Regions from separate parts of the Gossypium hirsutum genome. Here region 2 is linked to region 1. A link is a contact called in public Hi-C data. All regions are on one chromosome and are shown on one strand. The core of a region is the stretch at or near the end of the contact, and the rest is flanking DNA. Distances in the headings are between cores, read along the strand shown.

The links. A called contact is a pair of places that touch in the nucleus more often than the background predicts.
Region 2: a contact with region 1 is called in a Hi-C map of leaf, with 2.7 times the contacts expected there. The contact joins the promoter of LOC107891229 here to the enhancer-like site in region 1. A contact is called at or near these places in 2 of 34 Hi-C or Micro-C datasets (both in leaf).

The regions. Positions count from the first base shown.
Region 1 is chrA11:92,470,471-92,475,694 of Gossypium_hirsutum_v2.1, forward strand. LOC107891187 (probable polyribonucleotide nucleotidyltransferase 1, chloroplastic) reads left to right here. Exons shown (of 25, transcript XR_001682143.2): 24 at 701-1,178; 25 at 1,590-1,862. Among protein-coding and RNA genes, the nearest start is that of LOC121210171, 12 kb to the right of the region's middle. Within about 2 kb of position 2,056, at least 4 of the 9 cell types and tissues checked have an H3K27ac peak or open chromatin away from gene starts, as enhancers often do. A contact at or near this core is called in leaf, where this site is marked.
Region 2 is chrA11:92,634,083-92,639,306 of Gossypium_hirsutum_v2.1, forward strand. LOC107891229 reads left to right here and starts at 3,089. Exons shown (of 4, transcript XM_016815961.2): 1 at 3,089-3,239; 2 at 3,530-3,764; 3 at 3,866-3,921; 4 at 4,509-4,836. The coding sequence starts at 3,198. The coding sequence ends at 4,679.

The sequences.
Region 1 (5,224 bases), core at 806-3,305:
ATTACTAATTGTTTAAGTGGTCTTATCTCACATCTATCAAGTATTAGTTTCCCGTTGCCTTGTATTAAAGTAGGTCTTTCAGCCTATTACCAATTGATTTTAGATTCAATGCTGAACATGGTATCACAGCCCAGGTTTTATTATGTTGTTCTTCCTACCTATCTCCATGTGAGGTTGACGACCCTCGGTGAGGTTGTCCATGTGTAGGCCTTGTGAGCTACTCTTGAGGTGTTAAGTGGTTTTATCTCACATCTACTAACTATTAGATTTCTTCTGGTTTTATCTTAAAGTTGGGCCTTTTCTATTATCAATTGGTTTTAGGTTGGATGCTTAACAACTAATCTTCTCATTGTATAAAAAACTTGTTATTCTATGCATTCGATGTTGGCTTGCTACTTACCACTTAATAAGTTGATGATAACCATATACTTAACTGGATGTTTTACCGTTATTCCGTGGCTTGTTCATGCAGTACTCAACCATTCTACAGGCTTGAGCTATATTCTAGTACTATGCATATTAAATATGTAATCAGTGAGATGGTAAAAGTGGTTCCCAAATTTTTATCCTTACTGTTGGTCTTGTAAATCCATCAAAGAGCTAGATTGCATCAATTATTAGTCGTTTTCTTTATCTGCACCTTTTTTCCTTACTTCAAAAAATCTCTCTCCATTAGCTGTAGCTGTGTCACCTAATGCAGGTTAATGATAAGGGACAACTTCGCCTTAGCCGCCGTGCACTTCTTCCTGTTCCTGAAACAAGTCCAGAGGATCCCAGTTCAAAGCAGCTTACTGGCAACCCAGATGTGGTTGTTATTGCTGATTCTGGTAAAGCATCTGACGAAGGTGCACCTCAAAAATATGTGAGTGTCCCCAAAGCAGAGGGTTTAGCTGAAGAGAAGATTGATAGGGCCAAGGTTAAAAGTAGTGCTACCAAAGTTGCAACCTCATCCAAAAGTAATTCTGCGGAGACCACTCTACTTCCACGGAAGAAGGTTTTTAAGAGGGTAAAGAAGAGTGGCAGTAAAGCTGTCACTGGTGTCTCCAGCAATGATGGGGAGTAGTCAATAACTGAATGGGAGTTTTATTGTGCTTATAATATGCTGACAAGAATTTCCATATCCAATGACCATTGTACGAAAGGTGACAGAATAGCTTCCTCACATAGAAGAAACAGAGGTAAGGCAACCTACTTTCTTTTGTTCACTGGTCCTTTTAAACACCATTTAAAGCAGATATGCTGTTACAAAAAGCAGACTACATCAACGTCTTTCTAGTCTTATTAATTGCTTGTGATTCCATTATGAGAACTTGCGTTCTTGTTGTTGGGTTCAATGTGGAGTTATAAATTACTAATCAGATAAGTTCTTGAATTGCTTATCATGAGGTAACTTACCAATTAAGCATGCGACATTAATTATGACTGGTAAGAAAAGGGGGAAAATGCCTGGGTTGTCTCAAACAAATGAAATAGCACTAGAACCTGAGCAGCAATATACTCATTGGATGAAATGGGTACTGGATGCTCATACCGATAGTCTGAAATCTATTGTTACTAGTGAATTGGCTAAATATTAGATTCTTGTACAGGTACATTTCATCATAACTGGAGACCTACACTTGTGAAATGTGATTCAGAAGCTAGTCTTCGTCTCATATTTTTATGTAAGATGGTTAAGGCAGGTAAGGCTGCCACAAGCTGGATCTCAAGTTCTGTTTCAGAGAAAAGAAATAACATTTTGATGGTTGCAAAGTTACTGATTTTATGCTCTGCTAGCCCCCTTGTTTTCTATTTTCTGTTTGGACCATTGTTTTGTATTGGATCTTGGGTTTGGCAAATACATATTTATGCATTTGAAGAAAGGTGAAGAAAAAAGGACTAGGCAAATTGGTTGGATCGGTCTACTTATTTAAACAAGAATTCAAATATTTTTAAAAATAATTTAAATATTATATGTAGTAAATAGTTGATAAAAATTAGTGATGGTAACAGGGCGGGGTGGGGCGGACTTTTGGCTGCCTATTCTGACCAGATACTCTACCGTCATGCCTTGACCTTGACCTGTCCCTGAGCTTAAAAAGAATTAATCTGTCCTGAGCTTGAAAATTAATTGCATACCTGACCCTGATCTAATCTTGAGTTCAAACTTTTTTTATTGGAAAATGTGATTAATTAAATTCAAAATTATTTTTAAAAAAATTATGCTTGGGGTGACTGAGTGAATATATATTACATCATAGAAGGAAAAAATAAGAAACGAAAAGGAGAGGGAGGTTTGGAAAAATAAATTAAAATGAAAGGAGGAAAGAAACTAGTAAAATAAAGGTCATAAAATGATGTTGGGAGTGATAAAGCATAAGGAATTTTTTCACTTAATATAAAAAAATATATAAAGATAGATTTTTGTAAATATTTAAAGACGGGATGGTTTCGCATTAAACTTGGCCCCGAAAACAAAATCTACGCTCGGCATTAAAAGTTTTTTTTTAATGAAAAACAATAAGTTAGCTCTTTTTCAATATTTACAATCAATTTATTATGATTTTGATTTCTCTTTTCTTTTTTCATATGGCATGTACATGGATTGGATAGATTTTGGATTTTTGGTTAAATTTGCTTTGTAGGCTTATCCCGTTCAGATTTTTCATCACTGATATGGACTTAATCTTAGGTGATACTTGATTCGTTAAATGTAATAGAATAGCAATGATAAAAATCGAATATTACAAATTATTGATATTACAGCTCTTCTATTTTTTTTCCTCCTCTCTATTTTATGTAATACCCTCAATTCGATTTGAATAGTCAGATCCAAATCTCGGGGGTTACCATATAATTACATACAAGAATTTGAGCTGCTAGTACAACTTCCAATTATTTACAACTTTACCTATCACGAATTTAAACCAACATACAAAAAGCTCAAGTAATTACACAATGCTAAATAAGATAGTTTAATTACAAAGGTTTCCAATCTAATATCTTAACTTATTACGATTATCTATGCCACCAAACTTGTATTGTATGCATAATAACCTGATATGCCATTCTTTTTGGCGTAGTCTTGGCGTCATCCCTCTTGGCGCAAACTTAATCCTTTAAGCTTGAAACAAGAGCATAAGACATTAATAAGTTCACAGAAATTTAGTGAGAAAATTTTCATTTACCTTAACTGGTACTTTTATAAAATAGCATATAGCTCAACAATGCGATCTTTTCTTTTTCTCAAGGACATAGTTCTATTAAAGAGAACATTATCCAACTCAGACATATTTATTCTCCATGACTTGCCATATCTTGTCTTGTATCCACTTTCATCATTTTGACAATAACTTTGAACTTTCCAAGAATTTCTATCAACTCTTTTTATTCATAGTTTCTTATCAGTATCCTTTGCAATTCGACACATTCAGAACTTCATTTCAAACATAGATTTAACCCATGCTAACTTTCACAATTACGGATAATTGATGGATGGCCTCTTCTATTATTCAGTCTCAAATATTTGTTTAGAAGTGTCTTTTCAATAAATAAATAAAAACCCACATATTTGAATATCTCTTCAACTCATCATTTTCAGTAATTTCTTATCTTTGTTTAGTATTTACCTTGTATTCATTAGATACCTTAAACTCATGCTATTCTTATGATCATGCTTAAAAGCCATACTGGATACCGTATAATTTCATACAGAACCCTCCACAAGGGAAATTCATTAGAGTACTACGCTATGAAGAGCCTTATCATGGTATGCCACTACGGCAACCCATTCAGAGTACGTCACAAAGGCAATCTATTTAGAGTATGCCACAAAAGTAGTTTTTCAGAGTATGCCAAAAAGTCTATTCAAACTATCGTGTTTACAATATGGATTTGCCTAAAGTTACATTACGTGAGGTTTGCCCATTATCGTTCTGAGGCAAGCAGAGAACTTCATTAGGTAATTGTCATTCAATAGTTTCTTTTTAGAGTGTGCCATGGCCATGGACTTTTTCCTTTAGAGTTTGTGTTTTTCGTCCCAACAAACTTCTTCAATCACCACTGCGATGTCCAGATGCGCATTACATACTCTTCATACTTGGACAAAACCAAACTCACACTTCTTAGCGCTCATCGTACATCCAATTACAACTCATAATCATGTAGACTAACTTATTTTCTTAATTGAATCATAACTCAATACACACTTTTAACATACCAACAGAACTATATTTCATAGTATATATTTTGGACATACTCATACACAAATACTCATCAGCAACACAAACATCCACACATAAATCCTCACATATTCGAACTCAGTAAATCCCATATCTATTACACATACCATATTTAGCAATCATCCATATAGTCATACACATATCATATTCATACTATACTCATCATGGTTTCTGATATGTAGTTTGAATTTTGTAATATAAATGTTCTTCAGTCTGAACAGTATACATGTGAGAGTCAGGGGAGGGACTCACCTGACATTCATTGATGTCCACGAAACCAACTAAAAATACGACAAAGGCAAGTGCACCTATCGATAAATAGTATAGCTATGATGAGTAAGATATCGTTCCCACGAAAACTAAAAGTACTAGTAATTACTGTCTTTCTATTATTTAACCGACAAATTAGAATGATTGGTTTAAACTAAAATTAACTAAATTAATTAACTAAAACACGAAAAAGAAAAAATCGGGAAAATAATCGAATAATAAGTAAGAAGCAAAACAATACCCAGGAAAGAATCCACCTAAACTGCATCTGTCATCATCAATCTGAATTAAACAATTTTTCACTTAATATCTTGATCAGTAGAAATCCTTAAATCATACTAATATCTCGTACGAGAGTAAGAGCAACTGACTCTAGGTTGATTAATTAAAATTTGATCTAATTAAAACCCTTATTATCGCATTAACTCGATCTATGGATCCTTTTTTAGATTTGACTCTAATCCAGTAGATTTATGTCGTCTTATCTCTAGGATTGCATGAAATACCTAAAAATTGTGTTTATAGGTCTTAAAATGCATGAAATACCTAAAAATTGTGTTTTTCTGCGTGTCTTGAATACAACTTACAAAATCAACACGGTCTGGCACATAGCTGTGTGGCAGCCCGTGTGGCTCCTGAAATCTTCTCCAATTGTCCAATTTTTGCTCTGTTTTCGCTTGTTTTGCTCCCCAAATGCTCTCCTATGTATAGAAACATGAGTTTAAAGGATTAGG
Region 2 (5,224 bases), core at 1,839-4,338, 160 kb after region 1:
ATTCTCTTGTCAGGATTTTTCTCATTGAATTTATTTGAAATATCGATGGATACACAGGTAGTACACTCGAGGTGTACAAATCAGGATCTGTCAACTCATATTCAGAGGTACCCTATTAGGGAAAATAACAAAGGAGCACACTCTCGAGCCACATATCAAGATAGTTAGATGAGCCATGTAACATGACACTTATCCAGGCTAAACAGGAAACTCATAAGAGTTTTACTGAGGAAGCTCATAGAGCTTATCAGATATCTCCGAAAAGATAGTATCAAGGAGCACCAGATAAGGTAACAGGAAGTTCAAGCGAGCCATGTTAGGAAGCTTATAAGAGCCTATATCAGGACGCTCACGTAGAGCTGCGTTTGTGTCCACATTATATGCTGGATCAGAATTGATTGAATTATGTAACAGGACGCTCACAAAGAGCTGCGGTAGTGTGCAACACATGCAAAACCACTACGAATCAAGATGCTCGCAAGAACTATTTATCAGTATGCTCGAGAGGGCTATATTAGGATTACTCGTCTGAGCTAAATCCCACTCGCAACATATGCAGGACCTTAATATTAATACAGGAAAATACTGTATCCATCAACTTTCATTTATTCAAATGGGATTTAACATTTTTCAGGCATTATTAGGCATGTGATTATTTCATACATTTATAATATTCATAGAATTCAAATAAACACATTTCAAATTCATTTCAAGCATAAAAATAACATTTTTATCATTCATCATTTATCGGGCATTATCATTTATTTCAGGCATTATCACTTATCGGGCTTTGTCAGATATATTTTCAATGTCATATATATGTGACATTTATACAATTCACAAAAACAACATTTAATTCAAGCATATAAATATACACAATTTAGTTACAAAAACTTACCTCGACAAATGTTTGTGTACGTAAAATCTACTAATCTGACCTTTTTCTCTTTTCTTCATTCTAACTCCGAATTTGGTCTATCTGGATCTAATTTGGCCAAGAAAGCTTGCTTTATCTTTCCTAGGGTTTCCATGCAAAATATTCGGGGAAGATGATGATAAATGATGATATTTTGTTATTTAATTAATTTATCATTTTTAATTATTTTGATTTCCAATTTAGTCATTAACCTTTTTCTAATTTTCCATGGATGAATCATCCAAAAATATCTACTAACTTTTAATTAATGGTCTAATTATCATATAAGGACCTCCACTTTAAAGTTCTATAGGCTATTTAATCCTTTTAGCTCTTAGAACTCAACTTGTGCACTTTGTGCAATTTGGTCCTTTATCAAATTAAACACGTAATCGATAAAATTTCTTTACAAAATTTTCATAAAATATTATTATCTACTATATATCATAAAATAGTATTAAAATAATTTTTTTCGGACTCGAATCTATGGTCCTGAAACCATTGTTCGAATTTTTATCAAAAATTGGCTGTACCATTCCTCACGGCTATAATATCTTCGATAACCAGCGAACTGCCAACGCGAAGCCTTTCTAGGTGGGCTAAACTACCATCTGTCCTAACGGTTCGCTTGACTGAGCACATGTCTCTATTCGGTGTAAACCACTTTATGGGAAAATCAAATCTGCCGGCAAGCTTACATCTCACCCTAATATATTTTCCTAAATTCATTCGAATATTAGGACATCGATTTGAAATTATAGTCTTGGTTTTATTACGAGGAGAAAAAAAATAGAAGCCTGACAAATTCCTCTGGTTTTGGGCCTTTAATAGATATAAGCTTTGGAAAACCGCGAGTTGTGGTACTTCATTACGTCGACAACAATCGATAAAATAAGCCACTGTGATCCACCAGGAGAACCCACAGAGTAGACAATGAGCAATCTGGTACTCTTGAAGGAGATGACAGAATAACGAATGTAAGGGCAAGTAGAACCCGACTTCTAGAGCATGGATGGGTAGCAAGAAGCTGTTGTCACTAGTATCAATAAGCCTGTGTAGCCCATCAGGAATGGAGAATTCATAAGCAAAATTAAGGTTTTGAATCCCCTGTGCGCCCAAAGCTCGACTCATTTCTTTTTCTTTTGTAGTGAAATGAAGAAGTTAGCTTTTACAAAGATTTTCAAAAGCACGCTTTCGTGGTGGGTAATGGGGAATTATTCGACCATTAGCCCCTTCATTCTCGACATATTTCTGATGTAGAAAAAGAAGAAAAAAAAGATAGAAGAAAGTTAAAATCTAAGACGAGGATGTTACCAAGATTTACCTTGAAGAAAGCTTCAATCGAGCCTGGTTGTAAAAAATGTTAAAATTGTAAGTTTAGGGTTTCAAAAACCCCTTTAAGGAAGTTTCTCTTCCCCGTATTTTGACGGTTCAAATAACCGAGGAGTGCTAACAGTTAGATACAAATAGGTGCGATTGACTCGTACAAGTGGCGAAGTTAACGTCATGTTCCAGTGGTCACTGCGTATTCTGCAAGCTGTATAAATCGAAGTGATGGCTCTAAGGAGTGTCACTTAATAGCCCTCCTTAAACCCAATAGGGGGGCTAGATTGTTATATACTTATGATCTCCAACCCGAAAACCAGATAAGGTCCGGGTTGCCTACCTGCGACTAGGCTAGGCCTTACCAGATTGATGCGTGCAAGCTTTAGAGTATGAAGTCAGCAAGGAGAGCTCGCGGTCTCAGCTCTCATATACCCAAGGAGTTACACATGTCCAACATGCATAGAGTTTACTAAAACCGTCAATTCTATGAACAGTAACCATGTATATAAATAATCGATTGTCCTCTTTAATGCGACACAACGAAAATAATACTCAACAAATATTTATTTGATTTAAAATTTAATATGTTTTATGTTATTAAATATATTTCTGTGCGTGTATCCACATTTTAATTGTCAATATCATTATTTCTTTTATTGTTAGTTTATGAAATTTCAATAACTTATTTTTTTTTTTAAAAATCCAAACAAAATAATTATAAATATTAGTATTTTTAAAGCATGCATTTTAAAAATTATAATTTAAAAAAATTAAAAATTTTAAAAATTTGATGCAAGGATTTGGATTTTTTTAGGAAGAAATGGATTTTTGGGCTAGATTTGAGATTCAATGGGCTTTCGTGAACACTACTATTATATTTTTCTTGATAAACTAATTTAAAATTGATGTCAACTCGTTCGCAGCTGTTTCTTCCCTGTTTCTCCGATCCCCATCCATGTCAGAAGCTGAACAAGCCAATTCCCCAAAGCCTCCTCCAGTAAACTATCTTTTTTCTCTTCATTTATCTTAAATTCTGTGTATTTTTCTTTTCCATGTATATATGTTTAAGTTCATGCATGTCGACAAATGCTGCCGCTGGTGGGGGGATGGCAATTATCTCCTATAACTGTGAAATTGATTCGAAAATTTGAATTTTGATGCTAGTTTATCAATGGGTTTTGTTAATACACTACATGTTCCATAAAAAACACGATTTTTTATGCTGATTTTACTTTCCGGAAGCAGTCAAATCGATTATCATTTATTTATTTGTGTTCGAATGTGTAGTATTTAGAGGTTTTATGCAAAAGTTCCGGCAAGAAAACCCGGTTTGCAGCCGGCACTAAGGCCGGATTTGCAGTGTCATTGATAAATAGAAAGTTGGGTATCGGAGCTCCGGTTGCCTTGCATATTGAATCCTTTAGAGAAGGGGAGGAACCCATTATTTTTGGCCCTGATGCTGTTCTTGTGAATTATGGCAATGGTTGGAATTTGCAAACTGTTAATGAAATGGATTTTCCTGGTACTTGACTTCTTATCAGATTAAAGTATAATTATGCTTTTGGGTGTTGGGATTGTGTAGGTTCTCATTTGCTTACATCCTTGTCCGTGTTTCCTGTTTAGGCATTGGAAAAGGCAAACATGTTCGGGGATTTCCGACACAGCTCCCTAATGGAAAGGTAATAACATCCTCTAGCATTTCCTTTAATGTATGTTGTCAAGCGGTTTTCAGATTGAACAATTGTCAGGATGATTTGATTAATGTTTTCATGACAAAGAAGAAATAAAATTTTGTAAGCATTACATGCCTCCGCTGAGCTGCTTTACGTCTTCAGTTGCATATCTGCAGTTCTAAGACTAGTTTGGAATTATAGTGGTTGTGTCATTACATGGATGAAGTGTTGTAAAAAGGGAATGCCAATTTGAAAACCTTCCTTTTTGAGGTGCTATTTCCTCATGATCTAGTTGCCGTTACTGGAAATTAGTAATGAGAAATCAATTTTGTTTCAAAGTTTTTAATATTTTCAAATAACCATACAAATTCATATAATTTTCAACAAATATATGCTTATTATAAACATCAAACTAGATTATATTTTTAACAATAAAAATCTGGATTTACGTAAGTCATTTTATTGTTTCAACTCTCTAGTACATGTTCATCTCATATTCTTGATTGATATATATTTTATTTGTTCACTTTAATAGAATTTTGATGTCTCTCTTGGCTAACATGTTTTATTATATTTTTTTTCATTCTTAACAGAACGTTGATCTCACTAATTCTCGCAAAATGGTTTCAAAACCAGGAATAAGTTTTCTTTACATTGCAAAAGTCTTGTTAGCTTTTGTTTTGATGTTTATGTTGGCGGGAGTTTTCATGTTGGCTCTTGACAATCTTCCTAAACTAATTTTACTCTTTAACTCTTCCATGTAACTATGTCAGATTTGAAAAAAGTTATATTTGATTTTTATTAAAAGCAATTAATGCTTGAGCATTTGTAAATTAGATATATGTAATTGCAAAAACTGTTAAAGAATTTACTTTTATACTGCTCTTAGTATAAAAAATAAAAAATCTCATGATTCAGTTATACTTTGGTTCAAATAATAGCATCTGGTTTGGTGATTTTAATTTGCTCTTATCATCTTTCTCTTAATTAATGGCTATTTATGTTATCATTTTCGTTGTTGCAGTTAGGCTTTTTTTTTTTCAACTAACACCATCGACTTATTCTTTTCATCTTTTCTAAGTTTAAATTGAGTTAAAAAAAGTCTTGTCTTGTCTTTCTTTTCTTTTTTTTTGTTTATTTTTTGGGTTTTTTTTTTTAAATTTTATTGACTTGATTTTTATTTATTATTTGTTGTGTTTTTTTGGATGAGTTTTGATTTTGTGTTATTGCTTAGAAGGTAGTTTTAGATGGTGAGATAAAATATAATATTTTGAGGTGGTGAGATAAAGCGTATTTAGGCAATGGGGGG